Linked DNA regions of Mus musculus: region 1 is linked to region 2. Evidence: chromatin contacts called from public HiChIP or PLAC-seq data. All regions are on one chromosome and are shown on one strand. The core of a region is the stretch at or near the end of the contact, and the rest is flanking DNA. Distances in the headings are between cores, read along the strand shown. Region 1 overlaps Efcab6 (EF-hand calcium binding domain 6). Region 2 holds the start of Mpped1 (metallophosphoesterase domain containing 1).

Region 1 (4,561 bases), core at 1,889-4,388, 220 kb before region 2:
TTTGTTTGTTTTTGAGATCATAATATAACTACATTTCTCTCATGTCCTTCCCCAAACCTTCTCTGGCTCTCTTTCAAATTCATGGCCTCTTTATTCATTAATCATTCATTCATACATACATACATACATACATATACACACACAATACATACACATTATACATATACATACAAATATACACATATACACATATACACATACACACATATACACATACACACATATACACATATACATATATACATATACTTAGATTTCCAAATGCATAAGTACAATTTGCTCCATCTGTATAATGTTACATGTGTGTGTGTATGTTTTCAGGGCTGACCATTTGCTATGGATAACCAGCAGGTATGCTTCTCCCAGAGGAAGACTATGTCCCCTGTTCTCAGCATTCCTTCCTTTGTTGCCTATGCTTGCTTGTCTGGGGTGTAGCCTTGTGAGCTTTCCCTGTCGACATGAGCAAGTTTATTGGAGTCATCCTTGTTTGGCTTGTGTCCAGGCAATCATGTTGGTGAAACTTTATGGGTGTAGCATCTGACCTTCCAAGGAGACACAGTCTCACAGCAAACTCTCCAGTCCTCTGGCCCTTACACTCCTCCTGCCCCCTCTTCCATAATGTCCCTGAGCCTTGGGTGCAGGAATTGCTCTGTGGATATGTCAATTAGAACTGGGCTCCACAACTCTGCATTTTGATTGGTTCTGGCTTTCTGAAGTGTCCTTTGCAAAGAGAAATTTCCTTGATGAGGGGTATTATTCTGTCCCCCCCCCCCCCCCCCGCTGGTCACCACATCAGCTTGAATAAGATTTAGTTTTGAATAAAGCAGTGTCTGTTGGTATGTGAAAGCTAGCCTGGGGACAAGGACAGTGGGTTTTGTGGGTTTGCCAGAGGGAAAAAGACCACTACCACTGGGTGCCTGGCCTGAAGAAGAGTAAGACTCCATGACCCTCTACTTACCACAGGCTCCTCAGCCTGAACAAACAGGAAGAAGGTAGCAAGGAAGACTGTGGTTTGGAGACGTTACCTGGAACATTTATCTAGAAAAAAAGTATCCATGGGGCTAAAGGGAGACGACAAAGGCATTCCCAGCCCAGTGTGCCCTGGGTGAACCTAGGATCATGCACCAGCTATTCTACACCATTCTCCATGTCCTTCATCTTGTCCATCCAGCTCCCTATGCTAGATACAGGGCCCCACCATGCCTTTCCTGCCCTTCATCCCCCATGACTAGCTCTTACCTGGTCCATGGCTCAGTCCCCTGAGTCTGCCATATTTTCTTTCTTCACGGAGGTTTGTCTGAGTCTTATGAGTTCATGGTGACATTGGCAAGGTGCAGCTCAAGAAACTGCTACAGAGACCCAACATCACTGCAGAGACCCAACATCATTCCAGAGACCCAGGCATCTCTGCAGAGACCCAGGCATCTCTGCAGAGACCCAACATCACTGTATAGACTCAGGCATCTCTGCAGAGACCCAACATCACTGCAGAGACCCAGGAATCACTGCAGAGACTCAACATCACTGTAGAGACCCAGGAATCACTGCAGAGATCCAGGCATCTCTGCAAAGACTCAGGCATCTCTGCAGAGACCCAACATCACTGCAGAGACCCAGGCATCTCTGTATATACCCAACATCACCATAGAGACCCAGGCATCTCTGCAGAGACATAGGTATCACTGCAGAGATCCAGGCATCTCTCCAGAGACTCAAGCATCACTGCAGAGACCCAGGCATCACTGTAGAGACCCAGGCATTTCTCCAGAGACACAAACATCACTGCAGAGACCCAGGCATTGCCTGGGCATCACTCTTGCTTTCTGTGTGCTGCCCAGGAGCTGGCAGGCAGAGGAACTGCTTGGACATGCTGGGGGAGGTGACAGGGCTTGTCCTTGTCTGTTCTTGACAGGATTCAGAACTTCTCATATTCAGGACGTTAGACTGGCTCAAGTCTTGGCAGCACCCAGTGCTGGCCCCATCAGCAAACTTTTCCCGAGAGCCCCCTTGGGTGTGCTTGCTTGCTTCTGAGCAGAGCCTTCTCCAATGACACGCTGCCAAGAGTGGATGCCAGTATGGTGGCAGCCCAGTCTGCCATGCTGTGAAGCTGTGTCCTGAATGAGCTGGGGTTCTCTGCCTGGGTAGAGATACTACCCTAAATGTAGGCATGGTGAGAAAGGAAACCAGGCATAGTGGTGCTTGCTTTTAATGCCAGGGCTCAGGAGGCAGAGACAGGGGGATTGCTGTTAGTTCAAGGTCAGGTCTCTATTACAACTTACAAGCCTGCCAAGGGTTACATAATGAGACTGTGTTTTAACATCATCATCATCAACAACAACAAAAACAACAGCAACAACCTTTTAAAAGAAGGAGAAGGAAGAGAAAGAGAAGAGAAAGGGGGAATGTTTCCTGGGGACCTGGCACCCTGGAGTCCCTCGGTAGACAGGCGTGGGCTTCTTGTCATGGGTCTTCCAAGCCATCGTCTTGGGTGAATGCCTTAGCAATGGAGATGAAGTGCAGGCTCTGTGCGTGGCTGCAGAGTGCATGGCCTCCAGCCTCCCTCCTTATACCTCTATGGGGACACCCAGAACCAGGTCTTTGTTCCATCTGAGGAGCTGCAACTTCTGGGTTTCGTTGATTTGCGTTTCTCTTTTTGTCTGCTCTCTTTTCTCCATTTCCGTGGATCCCATTCAGATGTCTTTTTATGTAAGCTTGTTCAGTTTGGGTAGAATCAGGGTATGCAACGTGTTGGGCCCACGGTGGGGGGTGGGGCGAGGGGGTGGGGGGAGGAAGGAGGGAGGAGGGAGGAGGGAGGAGGGAGTGATCGCCAGAGTGAGCAGAGCCCAGGGACTCAGGCAGACAGGCAGGGAGAGAGGAGGGCTTTGTTAGAGGTGAGCGATGCCTGGCCGGCCGCTGCTCCCCCGCGCGCACGTCCCTGAGTCGAGAGTCTGTGTTTATGAGGCTCTGAATGCGGTCTAATTTTTTCCTATCTGGTTTGGCTCATCTCTACCAGCTGGTAAATAGGAAATGTTCACGGTGGGAAGCCAATACTCCTCAGAGTGTAAACAGATGGAACCCATATAAAGTGACAAGTCAGACTGCGTGGCTGAGAACGTGGAGCCAAAACTCCGAACATAACAGTCAAGCGCCTACTCCGTTCCAGTTCATTTCGCCCCGAGTAGCGCTTCATAGCTGCACAGCTGTGTTGTTTCTTTCTTCCCCCGTCCTTTCTTCTGGGTTGATAATGACAATTTCAAAGAAAAACTTTAATTAAAGATTTTATACAAAATAGCCAAAAGTAGAATAATAAGGAAAATGAGCATTGATGTGTTTATTGTGAGAGGCATCCTTTTTTTTTGTTGGGGGGGGGGGTGGGGTGGAGTGGAGTCTCATTTCAAAATGTTCACTTGTTCAATTTGAAACGAGTTTGGTGGCGGTGACAGAAAGGTGGCAGACAGACAGCAGTGGCTGCTGAGCACTCTCTTGCACTCTGCAGAGAGCCAAGATTGGGGTAGTAGCAGCTCCCTGCTGTGGGGCTCAGACTGCAGGCTGTCCCCTCACGCCCATGCTTATGAGTGTGTGTGTGTATGTGTGTGTGTGTGTGCCTCCGTGCTTCTTTGTATGCAGTTCTTGACCCCCTTCTGTCAGAGCTAGGCAGGAGGAGGTGTCTCCAGCAGAGGGACCTGTTGGCCAGGAGGTCAGAGAGCTGGGAAGGATTCAGTAGTCTCCAGTGTTGTTCTAGAATGGCCTCCTCATAACCAGGCTGGTAGAGTGAGTCGAGGCTTCAGAAAGCAAAGTTTCTGTTCTCTGCCCCTGAAAGTCTGGGTGCTTACAGCTAGGTTGGATGATATGTGCGTGTAGACCCAGTCCTGGCCAAGCAGAGATAGGTGGATCCTTCAGGCTCATGGGCCTGCTAGTCCCAGGCCAGTGAGAGGCCCTTTCTCAAAGTCCAAAATGAATGGCTCCTGCGTAGTGACACTTTGAGGTGTCCTCTGGCCTCTCCATACCTCTTCTCTGTCTGTCTGTCTGTCACTCTCTCTCTCTCTCTCTCTCTCTCTCTCTCTCTCTCTGTGTGTGTCTCTCTCTGTCTCTCTCTCTCTGTCTCTCTGTCTCTCTCTCTCTCACACACACACACTCATACTCATACACTCACACACACTAAAGTCTGGGTGGCCGTATTTATTTGGGCTTGCGGCTTTTCTTCCCAGAGCTCATACTGTGTACAAAGCATTTGGAACAAAGCCCCGCAGAGTAATAACGAGTAATAACGCATCCACTGCAGGCAGTTTATGGAACTGTCGCAGCTCAGTGGGGGACAAATAGGAAGCAGTTGGATTTTCCTCCTCACGCTGCTCTGCAGGCCCACACAGAGCTCCCCTTTCTGTCACTGAGGGATGCCTTTGGCAGGATCACATGGAGGCAAAAGCCAGGCCAGTGCAGGCCCTGGAGTTAGAGGTCTCGGTCACATAGCAGCTCAGGATGCCCTCCTGGGCTGGCTTCTGCCTGTCCTGTCTCTCACATGTGTTCCTCGTGTTCTCAGGTCTTGTTTGGGGAGCCTCAA
Region 2 (4,077 bases), core at 551-3,050:
CCTCACTCGGAGCCGACCCTCATCAACGTGAAGGAATCTAATTCACTCTCCAGATCTTCCCAAATTCCTTGGGCTGAGGAGCAGAATCAGAAGGCATCCCTACTCGGAACCATTTCCAAACACACCGATCATAGATGTTCAAGACTAAAACGTCGTCTTTTGAGCGGCCGTGAGCCAATTAACACTGTTCCAACTCTCAGAGAAATTGGAAGAGACACAACCATTTCACTGAAATCCATCTTGAGCAAAAGGGGATTTTATAAGTGTTGAGGGGCTGCCACTCGGAAAGCCAATTTGCAGGGAGACGGGTGGTGCGCAGATTAGTATGCATGCTCCCACAGAGCAGTCCCCTGCAGACTGCGCCTCGACTCATTCCAGACGCCTCCCTGTGACCACCAGCTCCAAAGCCTGGTGTTCTCCTCTGCCTGGGTACCCTACCCAGATGGTCTCCTAATGCCTTGGCTTCTAGCTGAGATGGAGCAGTCACCCCAAAGCCTGTCCAGACTCCCCCCAAGGCATTTTTAGTCATGTGCCAAATACTACTGAAGTTGTTTTAATTTTCCTTTGGCCAAGGCTAGTTGGGGTGTTAATATGGTTAGTGACTGATCCCCACCCCCAACACCCCCCTAATGTAGCTGATCCCTGCTAGCAAGTCTGCCACAACCATTCATAAACCGGCAAGGAGCCCAACCATTCAATGGTGCCTCACTTTTGTTCGCCGGGTTTAATTTTATAATTGTTAACAGTTCGTTCTCCTCCCAGCCATTCAGGGGAAGAAGTGGGGGGGGGGAGGGCTGCAATTCTGAAAGGATGCTGAAGGAGAGGGGACAGTCCAGTAGTGAGGAGGAGACAATCCTGCCAGACTAGCTGGACATCCAGGTCCAATGTGCTCTGTGTCCTGACCTCAATGAACCACTGAGCCTGGGCCCAGAGGGTCAAGAGAGGATGGAGTCTCCAACCCCTAAGACTGGCCTCCTAGTCTCTTTCACATAACATCACTCCTCTGCCCCTGCCTAAACCCAGGAAGGCTGTGTTTGAATTCTCTCTCCCGTAGCATGTCCCAAAATAAACACACAGAGGCACCTTTCGGCTTGGGCACTCCATGAAATACTGTCCTGAAGGACTGGGTGCTGTCTGATTAGTCACTGAAGCCTCTGAGGGGGCACAGCAGAGAGCAGTAAGTGTGTTGAATGAGTGAAGGAAGGATGATGGATTGATAGATGGGTGGATGAATGGACGACACATGGGTGTTAGTGAAGTTCCCGGCAATACCCAGCAAAAGTAGCCACTTGACCAGCATCCGTCCCCTTCTCACCCCTCACCTCCAAGTGTCAGCAGAGGCTGGCAGCACACAGTAGGCTCTCCACAACAGGAGGTGGCTATTGTTACCACCCCCATCATCACTTGCACCCCACCAGCCCTCTCCTCCCACCGGCTACTCCAACAGCAGTCAGCGGCAGTCGACCAGCCTGGGAAAAGTTTCGCTGACCGCGCGGCCCCGGCCGAGCCCCCTCCCGCCAGCCCCGGCCCCGCTGGCTGCGCAGCGGCGGTAGCCGACCCGGGGCCGCGCGCCCGGGGCAAGGCAGAGGCGGCCAAAGTAACTTTACGGGCGCCGCGGGGCCCCCCGGGTGCGGGGACAGGGTCCCAGCCGCGCCCCCTCCGGCCCGCCGCCCGCGCCCAGCCCCGCTCGCACTCCCGGCCCGGCCGGGTCCTACCTGGCCCCGGGCTCCTCTTCGGCGGCCGCGAGCAGCAGCGCGCGCGGAGGGCGGCGGGGGCCCGGCTCCCGCGAGGGCGGCGCGCAGGGGCGGGGGCCTCTGCGCCGCGCGGCCGAGGCTGCGAGTGGGAGCCAGACTCCTCCTTCGCGGGGCGGGGGGCTCCCCGCGCCCCCTCCCCCTCCCCCGCCCGGCTCCGCGCCGCCCCGGCCCCGCGCGCCGCCGCGCCGCTCCGCCCGCGCGCCCGGGCCCCGCAGGAGCGCGATCGCGGCCTCGGGCCCCGGCCCCGCGCGCCCTCCCGCCCGGGTCCCGGCCGCCCCGGCCGCGCCTGGGGCCTCGGCGCCCTCCCGGGCCGGGAGCCCGCATCCCGCCGCTCAGGGGCCGCCCCGCGCCCTCTCCACGCAGCCCCTAGCCCCGGCCGCCGAGCGCCTGGAGAGGGGAGCGGGGCGGGGCGCCCTCACCTCCGGAGCCGCGCGCCGCGCTAGGCACCGCGTGCAGGGGCATGCGTGGCTCCTTCTCGGTGCCCGGGCACCCGCTCCGCGGTTAGGACCCCAACCTGGGGCCACCGGGGTCTCTGTCCATAGAGAGATGCGGACACCTCCCCCTCCCTCAACTGGATCAGGCCAGGGTCCTCTTGTTGAGCCCCTTCTGACTCCCGGTCTCCCAGCCTGGTCTCCTGGGTGGCCCACAGTGGCCTCACCTAGAAACCCAGTACGGGCAGGTAAGCCAGTCTGGAAGGCAGAGGACCTAGTGCTAGGTTTCCAGGAGGCCCTGTCCCGGGAGGCAGAGAGAATGAGACATAGAGGTCTCTCCAGTGCAAAGTTTGAGAGGCCAAAGACCCCCGACCCCTGACCAGGATAAAAAGGAGTCCACAGGGCCTAGCTCTGTCCTGGGCCTCTCCCCACAATGGAACTTAGGAGGGAAGTCCACCCAACATCCCTTAACCAGTATTTGTGGGTTCTACTTGCTTATCACAGAGCCTACCATCTCTCTCAGATGATTAGGGTCAGACCCGCAAGGGCACCTCAGTTGGCACTTGGGGCTTGGGTTGCTCTGAAGGAGAACCCAGTCTTGTGAGAGAGGCAGAGGGAGATATGGCACGTGTGGGAAGAGGGGACAGCCACCTGGGGTGGCTTCCTGAAAGTGGAGATGCTACATGGGGTAAGATCATGCCCAGGCTGGGGAAAAAAACCCTTCTAGATAGAGGCTGGTACAGGCCAGGGTCCTGGGCAGGGTGGGATGCTGAGGCTCTGTGGAGCTAGAAGAAAAAGAAATGGAGGTAAGGTTCTTGGGCGCTTGGCTAAGCCCATGGAGTTTGCTAGGGTGTTAGGGAGCCGTTGAAGGTTATGGCCAGGCCTTGCTATGACCAAGCTTGTGCTTTGAGAGAACTCATTCCAGCATCCCAGACAGGGAGTAGGTCTGGTTAGGAAGAGGCTAAGGAGGAGAAACTGATGGTGCAGAGCTCTCTCCCAGTGGGACCCCATAACTCACCCTGTAGACCCTTCCCTCCTAAGACTACAACACCACTTTGTGCTTCAGAGAACATCCCTGCCTACCTGAGAGACAAGGCTGCAGCTCAGGACATCAGCAGGCTCTCCCTGCTGCCTGCCAAGAACAATGGCACAGCTGGGCATGGCCTTTAGGGGACAAGAGCAGAGACAGAAGACATTCTTGTGACTGTTGTCCCCCCAAAGGCTGGATTTCTCCCAGAGCTCAGTTCCCAGAATACCATCTCTTACTGTGCATCTATTGAGCACCCACTGTATGCCTGGCACTCAGCCTGTTTGGAACCAAGTGTGAGCTTGCCACCAAGAACCCGTCATCACCTGCATCACCTCAGACCCAGGCACTCAGCTTGAACACACCCTGCCTTAGGTAACCTCCACTCCTCTCCTGGTCCAGGCTGAACCAGGAGAGGAGTCCTGGTCAGGCCCTAGGATCGGATGCTGTATCAACAGGGTCTACTAATTATTAGTGAATGGCTCTAAATGATGCAGGGATGAGGATCATGGAGTGGGCAGGACAGACTCGCTCCTAAGTGAGCAGCCCATCTGGGCAGACAGCAGCAGACATTCTGCGTAATAGAAAACTAACACTTGTTAGTCTTGTTCATGGAGAGTGATAAGAAACAGCACCGGATCCCCACTGCTGAACCAGCCAGGGAGGTTCCTTCTGAAGGGAATCATTTTCTAGGTGCCTACTGTGTGCTGGAGACCCAAGGAGAGGAAAGAAAACGAAGGTAGACTCCACCCCACTCAGTAACCTCCTGTCTCTTTCTGCTAGCCTCAGTCTGTCTAGATCCTGATGCTGTGACACAGGCCTCATCTGAGACGTCCATGCTCAGAGGCCAAGAATGAAAGGGCAC

Evidence for each region. HiChIP or PLAC-seq counts read pairs in DNA pulled down with a chosen protein or histone mark.
Region 1: a contact with region 2 is called in an H3K4me3 HiChIP or PLAC-seq map of forebrain, with 5 times the contacts expected there. The contact joins the enhancer-like site here to the promoter of Mpped1 in region 2. A contact is called at or near these places in 8 of 39 promoter capture datasets (embryonic stem cells, epiblast stem cells, hippocampal neurons and 2 more), 1 of 15 datasets of contacts at CTCF or cohesin (stem cell-derived epiblast-like cells), 4 of 484 Hi-C or Micro-C datasets (cerebellum, cortical neurons and nephron progenitors), 8 of 115 datasets of contacts at active chromatin or transcription factors (SST interneurons, embryonic basal ganglia, embryonic forebrain and 5 more) and 1 of 9 other capture datasets (adipose tissue).

The regions. Positions count from the first base shown.
Region 1 is chr15:83,996,763-84,001,323 of GRCm38.p6, reverse strand. All of the region lies in intron 6 of Efcab6 (EF-hand calcium binding domain 6), which reads left to right. Among named protein-coding and RNA genes, the nearest start is that of Efcab6, 66 kb to the left of the region's middle. Within about 2 kb of position 3,138, at least 33 of the 459 cell types and tissues checked have an H3K27ac peak or open chromatin away from gene starts, as enhancers often do. A contact at or near this core is called in SST interneurons, cortical neurons, embryonic basal ganglia and 1 more, where this site is marked.
Region 2 is chr15:83,777,746-83,781,822 of GRCm38.p6, reverse strand. Mpped1 (metallophosphoesterase domain containing 1) reads right to left here and starts at 1,800. Exons shown (of 7, transcript NM_172610.3): 1 at 1,716-1,800.